5 separate regions of the Mus musculus genome follow, and all the other regions are linked to region 1. Evidence: chromatin contacts called from public HiChIP or PLAC-seq and promoter capture Hi-C data. All regions are on one chromosome and are shown on one strand. The core of a region is the stretch at or near the end of the contact, and the rest is flanking DNA. Distances in the headings are between cores, read along the strand shown. Region 1 holds the start of Skap2 (src family associated phosphoprotein 2). Region 2 overlaps Jazf1 (JAZF zinc finger 1). Region 3 overlaps Gm6559 (predicted gene 6559). Region 4 holds the start of Hibadh (3-hydroxyisobutyrate dehydrogenase). Region 5 holds the start of Tax1bp1 (Tax1 (human T cell leukemia virus type I) binding protein 1).

Region 1 (2,700 bases), core at 134-2,633:
TTAAATCAGCATCGACAGTTCTTTCATCATTTCTCTTAGTGCTATCCATGAATGATGAGAAGCATTTCTCAGAGTGACATAGCACACCCTCACCCTGCATCATGTTCATACAAACACAAGTCTCCATCCACACATAATGCAAACAACCCAACAGCTTAACAAGGTATTCTATGATGCTTGGTCTCATACTGTTGCAACTGTAACTTACTAGTTCAAATGTACCTTTTAGAGGACATTGTTTTTAACGATTAAAACACACAGTTAACAGCACAGGCATCTAAGCGAAACTTTTTAATCCATGATCTATATTGAAAGGAATGTTTTAGAGACAACCAAACTAAAATTATTCCATTTCCAGATGTTAGCATCTACAAGACAAAGTATATGGTGGTATCTAAGACCATCAGGATAGGTGAGACTTGTGATACTCTAAAAAGATGTATTTTTTATTTTGTGCAGAACTATCGAGCTTTTCTTGATGCTTAGTGGAACTACACACCTCCAGACATTACTGACCTAACTGAGGAACTGAGGAACCGCATTTCAACTCCTACAAGTAAGTTCCTATAAATGGGAATGTAAAACCAAAAAGGGGAAGATGAGGTTGCAAAGATGAAGTTCCTTGATCACATGATACAGGAAGTAGGAGTTTTAACACAGCCTTCCTTTTTCACTTTTAATAGTTACTGAGGCTTTAGAAATAGTGGCTATTTGAAAATCGGGCACCCTTCAAAACTATAAACATGTTTGGCCTGACTGTTCAAGAAAATGGGGGTGGGGTTGGAAATAGTGCCTTTTGGCCTCCTAACTCCCAACACCTGCGGCCCTGCAGATGCACCTGCATCCTTACTGGCCAGGCCACCCAGGCAGGACCTAGTGCTTGGACTTCTGCTTTCGCAGTTCTCAAACATGCATTCATCAACATTTGCTGTCCATCTCCCGCCCTCACATTCCGGTCTTCATGAAACGCATAACTGTCCGGCTGTCCAGGGAGGATCAGCACATTTCAGCATACACGCCCACTCCCTTCTAGTCCCGACATCCCAGTCCCCCTATACGGCCCGCCCCCCACCGTCCGCATAGGGTGAGGGCTAAGCGCTTCTGTCCCTGTCGGCTCGCCGTCCCCGCGCCCCCGCCCCTAGCGTCACCGCCCCCTTCCCGCTCTTTACCTGCCAACAGGTTCCTAATTTCCTCAGGGAGAGGGCCGGGAGAAGAGGTACAGCTGGGGTTGGGCATGATAATGGCTTGGACCTAGACTCGCAATAGCGGTCCGAGTAAGCACCGAGAGGCTACGACTCCGGACACGGCCCGTCCGAGACTGCCAACAAGGAAGTCACTAGCTCTCCAGCCAGCGGTCGCTGGACGCCGGGCCCTGCCCCCTCCCCGCCCGGGAGAATTGGGCGGGGCTATGGGTGAAGGGGCGGGGAGACCGGCCTTAAAACCTGACTGCGCTTGCGTAGACCTTGCTTTCTGACTGTCCGAAGAAAGCGCCTCCGGGTAGACCACGCCCACACACAGCCGGGAAGGCCACGCCCATACGCGGAAGCGAGCAGGAGGCGAGGCCTCCGAAGGAAGGGAGCGAATTGGAGCTGTGTCACCTGACCGGCCCTTGAAGCTCGTCCGCGCCATTTTCGTTACTGGTATGTCAGCCACACCTCTCTTTCTCCAGGATTCCGGAAAATAAAGCCTCCGCAAGGCTTACGCACTTTCCCTTTAAGGGGTCATCTAAATACTGGTCTTTTCCACCAAGGTTTAAACCCCCGTCTGGTAACCCACCAAGAAGTTTCTACCATTACCCCCCAACTAGCATGGCTTTCTTTGTCCCACTAGATGAAGGTAACGGAGTCCCATTTTCCGCCAATCCTTCCTGAGAGTCTTAGTCCTAAAACGGCGGAGCGTTCTGATTGGCGCTGACATTACTTTCCTACTTATTCTTGGTGTGGTTGATTTCTCTCGCTCTGACGGAATTAGTTCTAGATAATATCCTTTTAGGGTCAGGCACCTGAAATGTGCCAGAAAGCCACCTGTACCGTTGCCCGCTCTAAGTATTTTTTAATTGCAAATAGTGGTTAGAACAGGGAAAATATAAAATTTACTTCAATCTAGTCAGCAAAGGTTGAGTCTTTCAATATTACACGTTTACACTTAAAATCCAAAAAGTTCTGGGTCCTTTAGTCTTTAAAATGGGTGGTGTGTGTGTGTGTGTGTGTGTGTAGAAATGATAATTACATTCAAGTGCCATCAACCTTTACAATCCATTAAAACCTACTGTGTAGACATATTTGTCATGTAGATGACGCTACCAGAGCTACTTAAATACAAAAGAGGATGATACGAGTCTTCAGAGAGGAACTGACAAGGGAAAACATTTTGAATGTAAAGTGTGTATTTAGTTAAAAATATGCTTGGAAAGGTGGCTAATGATACACATCAAGTTGCACCTTCCACTTTCCTTTGCCAGGCACATCATTTTCAAAATGACATCTGAATATCACCTACCTACATTGGTAGAAACAAACAGTGGTTTGTTTGTTCTTATTTCTCCTAAGTTGTGCTCAGAATGTTGTGTCAAAGCTCCAATCAGGAGTATGTTTGTAGGAGGCACAGTATGGTGTGGGGGAAGGGGGTGTCTCTGTGAGACATGCTGAGATACCAGCACAGGAAAGTATAGTATAGAATATTTTGGGCATGGGGAGGGGA
Region 2 (2,700 bases), core at 93-2,592, 910 kb after region 1:
CCTAAAAGGATCACACAAACCAAGATCTACCATCCGTCTTGCTTTTACCTGTCCTCTTGGTCAAGCCATCTAAAGAAAAGAATACACACTCTTGCCACTGCTGTACCCCCCGGGCATGAGGGTGGCCACTTCTGTGGGCTTGGATTATATCCTGTCCTCACGTTTCATATCCTAATCACAGAAAATCAGGGGAGGGGTTACCTTAGCAACACCCACTCAATAGATTTCAGGTTGATCTAAGGAACAGCTAGCTCTAGGAGAGCTGCAGCTAGAGCTTGCATAGAGCCTTCCCCTGTGTGGGCAGTCCCCCCAGCCAACCCTCCCACCGCCCTCATTAACTTGTATGTCAATGTCCTACCCCCGCACCCGCAATGCACCATGGACTTTAGTCTCTCATGGGAAGAGAATGAATAAGTTGGTGTAACATTCGTAATGTGGTCCCTGTGCTATAGCCAGAACTCTTGTTCAACAAACGTTTGAGCAAATGCTTGATTGGATTTGTGTGTGTCTGTCTGAAGCATGGTCTTACTTTATAGTGAAGGTTGATCTAGAACTCATCATGTACACCAGGTTGGGCCTGAGTTTGCAGCAGTCTGCCTGAGTGCTGCAATTATAGGTGTGAGCCCAGCTCTGGGATGGAGTCTTAAGGCTCCCGTGGTTTGTTTTCTGATATGGACATCTGAACAACAATGACATGGCTTCTTTCCCCACCAGCTTTTTGGAAAAACAGACTCAAGTCCAAATCCAGGCTCTGCTGCTACTTTGTTAGTTGACTGTGGGAAGGAGGCTGACGGTGGGTTCATCCTTCCACAGTAAAGAGCTGTTCTAATCTGCCTAACACTTCGAGAGGAAATGACCTTCTGGATGCTGCCCATGAAGCCTCTGCAAGTACATAGTCTTTCCCTCAGGTGCCATGCCCACCTTTGCTTGGCGAGTATGTTTCAGGTTTCTTTTCCTATGGGTTAAGCTAGAAAAAAAGGAAGAGGAGGAGGGCACACTGTGGATGGGGCAAGGCTAGTAATTGTTAGCAGATATCATTTTCTCCCATCCCATCAAAACCTTTTTTGGGAAGAGATTAAACTATGCTATAATTCATATAATTTTGTGAAAACTTGAATACATATGTTGATATAGAATTGACATAGGAGGACTCAGGGTTATGTGTGGTATAAGTAAGAACTAGGAAAGTAGTTTAATTTGGAGAGTGTAGGAAAAGCTTGCTGTGGAGCTACATGACAAGTGTGCAGGGACACGTGGCACATAGCTAATGCTGTAGTGTGCAAGGCCCTGGCAGGAGAGCCAATAACTGGGCTTCTCAGGAGTTAGAACCAGAGGCACACTTTTAATTCTGACATCCAGACTGGTGCCATAGTGACACCTTGTGGCCACAGGCTTCATGACATTGACATGCATGTATAACTACTTTTTAACTTTAAGGCATGGAAACACAAACGTTTTCTTAACCACAAGTTCACTGTTTCCCACCAGGAGATAAGAATCAAGAGAATCTGGTCACAGCTTGCTGGTGACACTCGTTCCAACAGAGGACTCTTAGTGACAGTTTTCAAGCAGTTGCAGCTCTCCGCTGAACACTTACCTGGCACCTGAGACTTGGGCAGGAGTTACTAAAGCTTGTTGGTTGTTTTAAAACTGCACCTGGGGCCCCCGAGTACCAGTCAACCCTGCCCCCTCATGAATTCTAAGAGCAGTAAGGAGGAAATAAAGAAAAACCTAACATGAGTCTTTGGAATTTCAAAATTAAATTTCTTTATACAACCATACCCTGGGGCTCCACAGTGATGGAAGCGGGCCAGCAATCACCGTCCTGCAGGATCCCATATGATGCTGAGCACTGGCTGTACTCGAAGCACTCGTGGGATCCTGGTGGACTCTGGATGGCTCATGCCAACAGGAACGAACGGCCCCAGCATCACAAAGCAAAGAACTAGAGGGCAGCTGACTTGAGAGGGGACCCAGAAAGGCTCCAATGTAGTGGATGGCAGTTGGTCTTTAGTACAACAGTTTGAGGCCTGTGAGGGCAAAGCTACCTACCTCTGGAGTCAGACAAGACAGGATTTGATTTATATGCCATAACCATCTGAGAATCTTCAAACCCTTCCTCCTTTGAAACCAGGGCTTCTATTGTGGTTGTGAGGAATGAATGAAGTTGTTGGAGAGTCAGAACATACGACGAACACAGACATGGTAGTGATGGTAGCTATTAGTTAGAGAGCGGGGGCAGTGCAGAGACAGGGAAGGCCACTGCCTCGGATGACCTTAGGAGCATGTGTACAGTGGACACGGGAATGCCTGGAGAGCACATGGAGCGCTGGGCTCATCCAGCAACCCCTGAGCTCCCACAGCCCGTGGTCTCAAACCGCAAATCGGCTGCCACCAACACACTGGTTTATTGTTGTTTTTGGTTTTAAACTGTTACACTTATTTTGCTGCTTAAAAAATATCTACTTAAAAAGTAGGAAATCTAGAAAACTATGAGAAACAAGGACCCTACAATGAACGGTCCAAAAGTTCAGTCTGTGCACTTTGCTGTACACTTCTTTCTAGTCTTCTCTAGTATTTTTTAAAAAATGGCACCAGGATTCATACTGTAAATAATTATAACCTAAAGGTTTCTTTCCATATTTTACCATTCATAAAACACTTCCTAATTCTTGGTTAGTACAAAGCTATGTCTGACAC
Region 3 (2,700 bases), core at 118-2,617, 630 kb before region 1:
GACTGGTGATTTGTCATGCTCAAAGCCTTGGTCTGCAATTCCAGCACCACGAGAAAAGGCACGCAGGTATCCAATCCCCACGCTCCGGAAGTGGAGGCAGGAGGAGCAGAAGTTCAAGGTCGGGGGGTGGGAAAGTGGGTGCTCCGTGGGTAAAGTGTCTGCCAGGGAGGAATTGAATCCAAACCCCAGAAGCCACCTGAAGCTCAGAGCAGTAGCACTCATCTGTGGCAGGAGGGGAAGCCAAGAATCAATCAGCCAGTCCAGCTCACCCAACAGAAGCCAGCAAAGAGACCCTCTGTGGAACAAGAAGAATGTAAGGACCAGCATCAATTTCCATCTGTCCTTCAACCTCCACTTGCTGTAAGCATGCTCTCTCTCTCTCTCTCTCTCTCTCTCTCCCTCTCTCTCTCTGTTTCTCTCGCTTGTGCTCTCTCTCTCTCTCTCTCTCTCTCTCTCTCATACACACACACACACACACACACACACACACACACACACACACACACAGAGTTCAAGGTTATCCTTGGCAATGCAGCAGAGGAATCACCTGGGTGCTTATCACGCATCCAGGTTCCTGAGTCCTAACTCCAGAAATTCTGATTCAATTGGGGAAGGGAAAAGAGGGTGGCAGAGTTCACAACCCAACCCGACTTGGAAACCACTTGGGAGAGGGAGTGTTTCATACCCACCATAGCAGGAGCTCAGGAGGTTTCCCTCTGTCAGCAAGCTTGAGTAACAAAAACACATGAGGCTGGGAACGTGCTAGGGACATATCAGGTAAGATTAGGATTTAAATATATCCTGGGCCTCTCCTTAAGGATCATATATGTAAGTCACAGTGTGTGTGCATATATAGAACGTGCAGGTGTAATTTAATTAAAGGCAGGGCAATCAAAGAGAAAGATTCGCACGTTCTTCCTTCCTAGGCCACTTAAGGAGTGAGGTTGCAACGAAAGTCTCTCTTTTTTTCTAAGACATTATGAAAGGGGGTTAGTGTGAACAGGGTCAGGGATCGGTAGAGACATTTTCCCTACAGAGTGGAAGGAGAGAAGCTGGCAGTCACAGAGAAGCTGGTGAAGCTCCAGGTCAGGACAAGCAGCTCACACATGCCCGCCCACCTGCTGTGAACCAGACCTGAGAGAGCACCAGCACCTGCCTGGCTACCGTGTGCCTAATCCCAGAGTTGACTCGAACAAATAACATTCATAGTCTATGATTAGACAACAGCTTTTCCAAATAGAAGCCAGTACACAGTGAGACAGGAAAAAAAAAAAAAAAAAAAAAACCCTCAGCAATCTGTCTGAAAAGTAATTCTGCGATCGATCAGCAGGTGTCGCTGTTTTGCCTACGTGAACAGGGCTCTTTGTTCTTGGCCAAGTTGCTCCGACGCTCCGCGTGCAGTTAAAGACGACCAACCCGCTCTCAAGCTTGTCCCCGAGGGACTTTAATTTGGTCCGAGACAAAGAAATTCCTTCCTCAATTTTTTAAGTGGAGAAATATAGTGAAATTATGCCCGTATTCCCTAAAAAAAAAAAAAAAAAAAAACTGTATTGACATGTCATATTGTAATTTCCAGGGAACCATATAAAACCAAGCTCACACTGGTAGCTGCAGGGGCTGAGATGAGGAAGTTGAGTTTTCGTTTTATAAGATAAAAAGAGTTGGCTCCAGCCGCATATGTAGCAGAGGATGGCCTTGTCGGTCATCAATAGGAGGAGAAGCCGTTGGTCCTGTGAAGGTTCTATGCCCCAATACAAGGGAATGCCAGGGCCAGGAAGCGGGAGGGGGTGGGCTGGTGAGCAGGGAGACGGGGGAGGGGATAGCAGGTTCTCAGAGGGGAAACCAGGAATGGGAATAACATTTGAAACGTAAATAAAGAATATATCTAGTAAAAAGATCAGGAAAAAAATATAAAAAGAGTTATTGGTATTGAACGTGGGGTGCCTTTAACACCACTAAACTGTGCACTAAAATGGTTAAAATGATAAATTTTATGGTATCTGCATTTTAAAGAGTTGGTTGTGAGAGCCTAGCTTTTGGGTTTGTTTGTGTTTGGTTTTGGTTTTGTTTGTTTGTTTGTTTTTTTTTTTCAAGACAGGGTTTCTCTGTGTAGCCCTGGCTATCCTGGAACTCACTCTGTAGACCAGGCTGGCCTCGAACTCAGAAATTTGCCTGCCTCTGCCTCCCGAGTGCTGGGATTAAAGGGGTACGCCACCACGCCCGGCTGAGAGCCTAGCTTTTAATGGCTATACCATCTCTCTAGTCCATGTTATGTATTTTTTATCACAATAAAACATTCGAATAAAATGAACAGAACAGAACAAAGCAAAACCAACGCTAAGCCTATCTCTAACCCTCCTTGTAAGTCACGTTCATGAATTGGCAACATGAGCCTAGAAAGCAGATGAATTCCAGAGATGAAGTCTGCCATCTGGTGCACAGGATGAATGGACCCCTTCTGTGAAGAACTCAGAAAGCCCGTCCTGAGCAGAGGTCAAACGTCTCCTTCTGGAAGTCCTAGGGGTGGGAAAGATACCGAAGACAGCATTTAAGCTTGTGATGGACTGAGCTTACATTTAAAGAACCCACTGTGTGAAACAGAGATCCTGGCCTTTCCCGTCATATCTGCTCCTCTAGAACTCCAAACTTAAAAATCCAGAAAAGAGTCAGTACTATTTGCTGAGCCGCCCCACCCCATAT
Region 4 (2,700 bases), core at 153-2,652, 630 kb after region 1:
TCTGGCTAATCACAATTCCTTATCTGTCATCTGCTACCTATTGCACACAAATGCTCTTCCAAAGCAGAAAGAAATTTCATAAGTTTTTCCTGAGGGCAAAGACTGGGAGCTGCTCAGAAATCAACTCCCAACATATTTCTTACACAAAAATTAAAACAAGTGAACACAAGCACCCTGAATCCAGAGCCTCCTGCATGCTAAGCAAAGGCAACGGTGTTTTGTTTGCTAGTCCTGTATATGATAGTGCTAACCAGCACATTGTTAAAATAAACTTTTACATTTAAAAAAAAAAATCCTTCGGTATCTCCCACAAATCAACCAATTTTTTTTTTCAACACATGTTCCCAACAGGTTAACTGCTAGACAAGTAGCATATGAAAACCCTCATGGGAATTTTTCTTTATGGTCATGTCCACAGCAAATGAGAAACTGCATTCTAAAAGCCTTGGTAATGACCATTTCAACCAATTCTTAATTAAAGAGGTGTCTTGATGTCCTAGAAAATCCAAGAGTCAGGGAGAAACAAGGGGTACTTCCTGGATCTTGTTGGAGAAGTCCCAATTTACTCATTCTAAGGCCTTGGGAGATCCTCATGTGAAAAGCAGTTCTCAGATATTCATGTCGCTCTAAAAGCTTAAAACCTGGTCACTTTCCATACTTGCAGCACAGCATAGTAGTCGGTTAGGTTATAGACACAACTTTGAGGCAAAGAATTGTGGTTAATATTTCGACAAAAGTCCACCACTTTGAGGCAGCACAACTCCATTTCATAATGGAGTTCGCTCTGCTTGCTGGTCAAGGGTGACAAACTTTGCTGGATTTCTAGGATACCGCCATGCCACCGACTAGAGTAGTTAAAACACAAATTAGGCCTTGAAGTCTGAGGGAGCCCCCGCTTAGGGTGAAGCCAGGGAGCTGGAAGGCCAGGGGTCCCAGAGGTGGGTGCGGTGGGGTCACCTCTGGAGCTGAGCCCTCCAAATGTCCTAGGAGCCCCAAATCCAAAGCGCACGCCAGGGACCCAAACATTCCTCCCTTCATCACAAGCTGTTCCTGGGTCCCGCAGAGGAAACGCTGAACAATCTGGAGCCGGGCATAGGGCAGGAGTGGAAGGCTGACGGCTCAGGAGGCAGTTACAAGGGGGCCCAGGCCTAGGAGGCGACCACAATTGTCGCTTTTACCCTCAAACCAACCGCAGCCCTTCGGGCGAAAAGCCCTCCTCGGATGACCAGAGGAAGAAGAGCAGATGGGGCGCGAGGTCCTTACCCGCTGCAAGGCTGCCCACGGGCCGCCGCCGGCCGCTCCAGTACCAGAGGCCGGAGGCTGCTCCCCGGAACCCCAAGGAGGCTGCCATGCTGTCCCCCGCCCCGCCTCCGCGCCGTGACCTCCGCCGCCTCACACACGGCCTGTGAACTACGAGTGTGCGCAGCCGGGATGGCCCGCACCTCCGTAAGGACAGCTCGCGCACGCGCTCTCCTTGCTCGGCTTGGACTCCGCCCAGCGCGGGGCGGAGCACTGTGTTGAGAGGCGTGGCCGGAGTCGGGAACAGTCCAATCAGGATCCCGAAATCCATAGACGCCCTGCCTTGCCTCCGGCTCCTGCTGAATTTACAACCTTTGGGTGAGAGAATTCTTGTTTACCCAAAAGCTGAGGGGTGTGTGGGAGGCGGTGGCTGTCGCTCACTACCGCCTCCTCCGAGCACCTGCACTGAGCAACTGCCTCTTCACTGGGCTGCTAATTGTTTTTCTTCCTCCCAGACAAGAACCGCAGCTACTGCAGTATTAAAGGAAAGAGCAGAAATGTTGTGTTTCCTAGTATAGGGACTCATTTTTAACTTCAGTAATAAATACATGGACCTCCCAGGGTTAACATATATATTTTCAGCGTCTGTTGAAACACAATCACAGAATCTACCATGTGTGTAATAACTGAAATCTATGTGATATACAACTCAATGGTTTTTCCAGTCGTATTTGAAAAGTAGTAGGGAAGTAATTTAATAGCACTGTTCTCTTTGAAGAGTAGAATTTCTAGGAACTTACTGAGTTCCAAGAAATGCGTCAATGTTTAAAATTTTCTACAACCTGCATCTTTTGAACCCAAAATCTAATGGTACATTTAAACCCAGGAAGTAGTATATATGTATATTATAAAAACAGATATTTTGCTGATCTTTCCTTATTTGACTATTTGGTATATTTGGTGGCTTAAATAAGCATGGCCCCCATAGACTCATATGTTTGAGTGCTTGGCACATAGGAGGTGTGACTTTATTGGAGAAGGTGTGGCCTTGTTGGAGGAAAGGCATCACTGTGGAGACCAGCTTTGAGGTCTTACATATGCTCAAACGACAGCTAGTGTGGCACACAGTCCCCTTCTGCTGCTTTCAGATCAAGACCTAGAACTCTCAGCACCAACTCTAGCGCCACGTCTGCCTGGATGCTGCTATGTGCCCCACCATGATGACAATAGACTAGGTCACTGCAACTGTAAGCCAGCCCCAATTAAATGGTTTTGTTTTTATAAGAGTGGCCATGGTTATAGTGTCTTTTCACAGCAATGAAACCCTAAGTAAGACAGTATACATATTTGAATATCTGTTCCTTGAGGATAATCGCAAAGTATTCAATTTCCACTGGAGAATTTTTATCTTCAGTACACTAAAACAAGACTTGTAACCTTTGAAGAAAAGTAGGCCAAGAG
Region 5 (2,700 bases), core at 60-2,559, 700 kb after region 1:
GGTGGAGCTGCAGAGGGGACTGGGAGGAGATGTAATATTGGAATGTAAAGTGAATAAATCAATTAGTTAAAAAAGTAACAGGATGTCTTCACCCTGGAGCAGTAGAATGCCTTAACTCACAGCCAGCCATGAGAGCAATCATGGGGTCTTGAGTAATCTCAGTAAGGAGGTTCTGTATGAAGTTAAAAACTAAAACCCTGCCCTGCATTTTGGTAGCTGTGTCTCCTGACCAACAGAATGCCCCTTTGTGGTTAAATGCCCTGAGATGTCTGTCTGTTCATCTCTCTCTCACTCTCTCTTTCTCTCTCTCCAGGGCATTTTCCCCTATAGTTGCACTAAAATGAAGTGTCTGAAACGCAAAAGATCTCAATTTCATTATATTATTATAGACATTGTGGTTTTGTGACCTGCTTTCCCTTGTGGTTGTTTTCTAGAGCAGCACAGGAAGAAATACCTCAAAAGGAAGACTTGGTTGATCGTGATATGGAAGTGAAAATAATTTAAATTTCTAAAATTACTTTTGCCTTATATAGCTTACCTTTCTCTGTTAAATGTGCAGTTTGAATTGGAACTTCATGGAAGCAAGTGTATTTTATTCAAATCCATCATATCTTGTGTTGGAATATTACTTATCTCATGAATACACTACCGTCTTAATCATAAATATTTCTTTAAAACCCACAATGCCGAACTTAACTTTTGCTTCAACAGCCTATGTCTCTCAACAGTAATTTTTCCTTTTGGAGGACCAGAATGAAGAGATCCCTATTTAAACAAACAAACAAGCAAACACACAGACACCCAACTTAAAAAATTTCAATATATAAGAAACAAATGAATCAGCAAATATTAAGAACCTGTCTTATGGAGGCCAATGTGGACTTGAATTGTGTGGAAAATGAAAGAACTTGAAATTAGAGTTTTGTATATTATTGTTCTGTTTAATGTTATGCTTTCTTCGCTGGTGATACGGTAAATGTCATTAGTTTCATAGCAACACGGGAATATGATGGTTCAATTCGTGATAGCTATGACAGTTCTTGGGGCTTCTGTATATATTGAAACATGTATTAGCTTAGACTGATATTTAAGACCCAGGTCACCTGGCCTCTGAGCGATCCTTCCCATTTCGCTGGTAAGTCAGTTAATTTGTTTCAAACGGACTGTGTTTTGAGGTGACTACATCACTGACCAAAAGCCACAGAGGAAAAAGCTGTCAGGGAAACCACTAAAGGACTCTTTACAGCTAGCGAGTGGGGCGTGTCGCCGCAGAGCATGCGCAGCAGCAGAGGCGGAAGCGAGCCTCCCTGGGGCGGAAGTGACGCACCGCCGGCTCTCCGCTTAGAGAAGGTGTAGCCGGTCTACGCTGAGAGGCAGTGGTGGTGGCCGCGGAGGTTCGGGGCGCGGCGTAGCGTGCGGGGCGGAGGCCCTGACCGGTAAGGTTTGCGGACGGGCCGCGTGCTTTCGAGGTAACCGGCGCTCGCGCTCCGTCTCGGCCCTGGAACCCGGGCCTGGCGAGTTTTGGGAACGGTCTCCGTGGTGACGAAGCTCTCTTTCCCAAGGACGAGCTTCCCCCGGGCCGCGATTGTGACGTGTTTTGGGCTTGGGGTGACCGTAGAGTGGGAAGCGTGGCGGGAGCGGGCGTGCTAGGCCGCGGCTGGCCCCGGCTGGCCCCGGCGTCTAACAAGCCAGGGACGGGTGGCGGGCGCGCTAGGCCGCGGCGAGCCGGGGAGGACCCGTTGGGTTGTTTTGGTTTGAGTCTCCGCTGGAGGAAGAGGCGGGGACTCCCTGTGTCGCCTGGTTTGGCTGTTTACCTGGCTTGGCTTGATCTCCGGCTTCTCCTGGGCTGAGAGATTAGTTGAGTCTTGCTGTTTGGAAAGCAGCCCTCCCCCTCTGGTGCCCAAGAGAAGGCTTTAAGAAATCTTGGGGAGGATCGCTTCGCTCTGTGGTCGTCTGGACTTGATTTCACGACTCCGCCTCCCTCGCTCCACCCACTGCTGACTCTCCCCGGTGTTTTGGACCCGGCGGAAGGTGCAAGACGTGTTCTGGCTAGCGCTCATCGCCCGAAAACTGTACTGTTAGAACGTAGCTGGGGTGTTCGCTTGTATTTCCCTGTTGAGAAATATGAAGTACAATTTGTTCCTGAAAGTTTTGTTGGAAAACGTTGTGGCGTTTGACTATGATAGATTTCCGGCTTTATCGTTATGTTGGTATGTTAGACATTTTAATGCTAAGTATCTGCCAAGTATGCTGCTTTTTGCCAAGTGGTAAAAATTCATGATTAGGACACGAACAAATATAATTAAAATTTTAGTGTTCAATCCCAAAACATTCGAAAATGGTTATTTGAATAACATTCCTTAAAAGTGGGTTGATTAAGTGGGTTTGTGATCTCCAGGTTACCCTCTAGGTGTGGAGAAGAAGCTGAGGCCAAGGACTCGCCTCCATTCTATTCTTCTCAGGGGTAAATTGGATTTCTGTATGTCCCTTTCGAATGTTAGGCAAACGCCCTGAACTTATCTTAGATTTCTGCAAGAATATATTTGACTATGCTAGGAATGACTGGTTAACCTCCTCCCCCTCGTCTTTGTTATTTGTTAAATTTCAAATACAGTTGTATTGTATTATTTGTTTTCAAGTTATTACATTAGCTGCATACCATTTGCTCTTAGAATCACAGTCGTGTATGTGAAATGTATG

Evidence for each region. Promoter capture Hi-C pulls out the DNA fragments that hold promoters and counts their contacts. HiChIP or PLAC-seq counts read pairs in DNA pulled down with a chosen protein or histone mark. Capture Hi-C pulls out chosen DNA fragments and counts their contacts.
Region 2: a contact with region 1 is called in an H3K27ac HiChIP or PLAC-seq map of double positive thymocytes, with 3 times the contacts expected there. The contact joins the enhancer-like site here to the promoter of Skap2 in region 1. A contact is called at or near these places in 3 of 39 promoter capture datasets (the 3T3-L1 cell line, 3T3-L1-derived adipocytes and pre-B cells), 1 of 484 Hi-C or Micro-C datasets (CD4 T cells) and 2 of 115 datasets of contacts at active chromatin or transcription factors (double positive thymocytes and embryonic forebrain).
Region 3: a promoter capture Hi-C map of the HPC-7 cell line shows a contact between it and region 1. The contact joins the enhancer-like site here to the promoter of Skap2 in region 1. A contact is called at or near these places in 2 of 39 promoter capture datasets (the 3T3-L1 cell line and the HPC-7 cell line), 2 of 484 Hi-C or Micro-C datasets (cerebral cortex and muscle stem cells) and 5 of 115 datasets of contacts at active chromatin or transcription factors (embryonic forebrain, embryonic hindbrain, embryonic stem cells and 2 more).
Region 4: a promoter capture Hi-C map of liver shows a contact between it and region 1. The contact joins the promoter of Hibadh here to the promoter of Skap2 in region 1. A contact is called at or near these places in 7 of 39 promoter capture datasets (3T3-L1-derived adipocytes, embryonic stem cells, hippocampal neurons and 3 more), 1 of 115 datasets of contacts at active chromatin or transcription factors (pancreatic cancer cells) and 1 of 9 other capture datasets (liver).
Region 5: an H3K27ac HiChIP or PLAC-seq map of extraembryonic endoderm stem cells shows a contact between it and region 1, with 4 times the contacts expected there. The contact joins the promoter of Tax1bp1 here to the promoter of Skap2 in region 1. A contact is called at or near these places in 4 of 39 promoter capture datasets (the HPC-7 cell line, cranial neural crest, frontonasal cranial neural crest and 1 more), 1 of 484 Hi-C or Micro-C datasets (cardiomyocytes) and 3 of 115 datasets of contacts at active chromatin or transcription factors (bone marrow-derived macrophages, extraembryonic endoderm stem cells and memory CD8 T cells).

Annotation. Positions count from the first base shown.
Region 1 is chr6:52,011,166-52,013,865 of GRCm38.p6, forward strand. Skap2 (src family associated phosphoprotein 2) reads right to left here and starts at 1,384. Exons shown (of 13, transcript NM_018773.2): 1 at 1,170-1,384. The coding sequence starts at 1,236.
Region 2 is chr6:52,917,854-52,920,553 of GRCm38.p6, forward strand. The region is part of intron 1 of Jazf1 (JAZF zinc finger 1); the gene reads right to left. Among named protein-coding and RNA genes, the nearest start is that of Gm52903, 53 kb to the left of the region's middle. Within about 2 kb of position 1,343, at least 37 of the 459 cell types and tissues checked have an H3K27ac peak or open chromatin away from gene starts, as enhancers often do. A contact at or near this core is called in double positive thymocytes, where this site is marked.
Region 3 is chr6:51,382,819-51,385,518 of GRCm38.p6, forward strand. All of the region lies in intron 1 of Gm6559 (predicted gene 6559), which reads left to right. Among named protein-coding and RNA genes, the nearest start is that of Gm6559, 4.5 kb to the left of the region's middle. Within about 2 kb of position 1,368, at least 50 of the 459 cell types and tissues checked have an H3K27ac peak or open chromatin away from gene starts, as enhancers often do. A contact at or near this core is called in the HPC-7 cell line, where this site is marked.
Region 4 is chr6:52,638,898-52,641,597 of GRCm38.p6, forward strand. It overlaps Hibadh (3-hydroxyisobutyrate dehydrogenase), which reads right to left and starts at 1,403. Exons shown (of 8, transcript NM_145567.1): 1 at 1,264-1,403. The coding sequence starts at 1,351. It overlaps LOC115490472 (a small nucleolar RNA gene), which reads right to left and starts at 458; the gene lies at 337-458.
Region 5 is chr6:52,712,420-52,715,119 of GRCm38.p6, forward strand. Tax1bp1 (Tax1 (human T cell leukemia virus type I) binding protein 1) reads left to right here and starts at 1,310. Exons shown (of 18, transcript NM_025816.3): 1 at 1,310-1,436.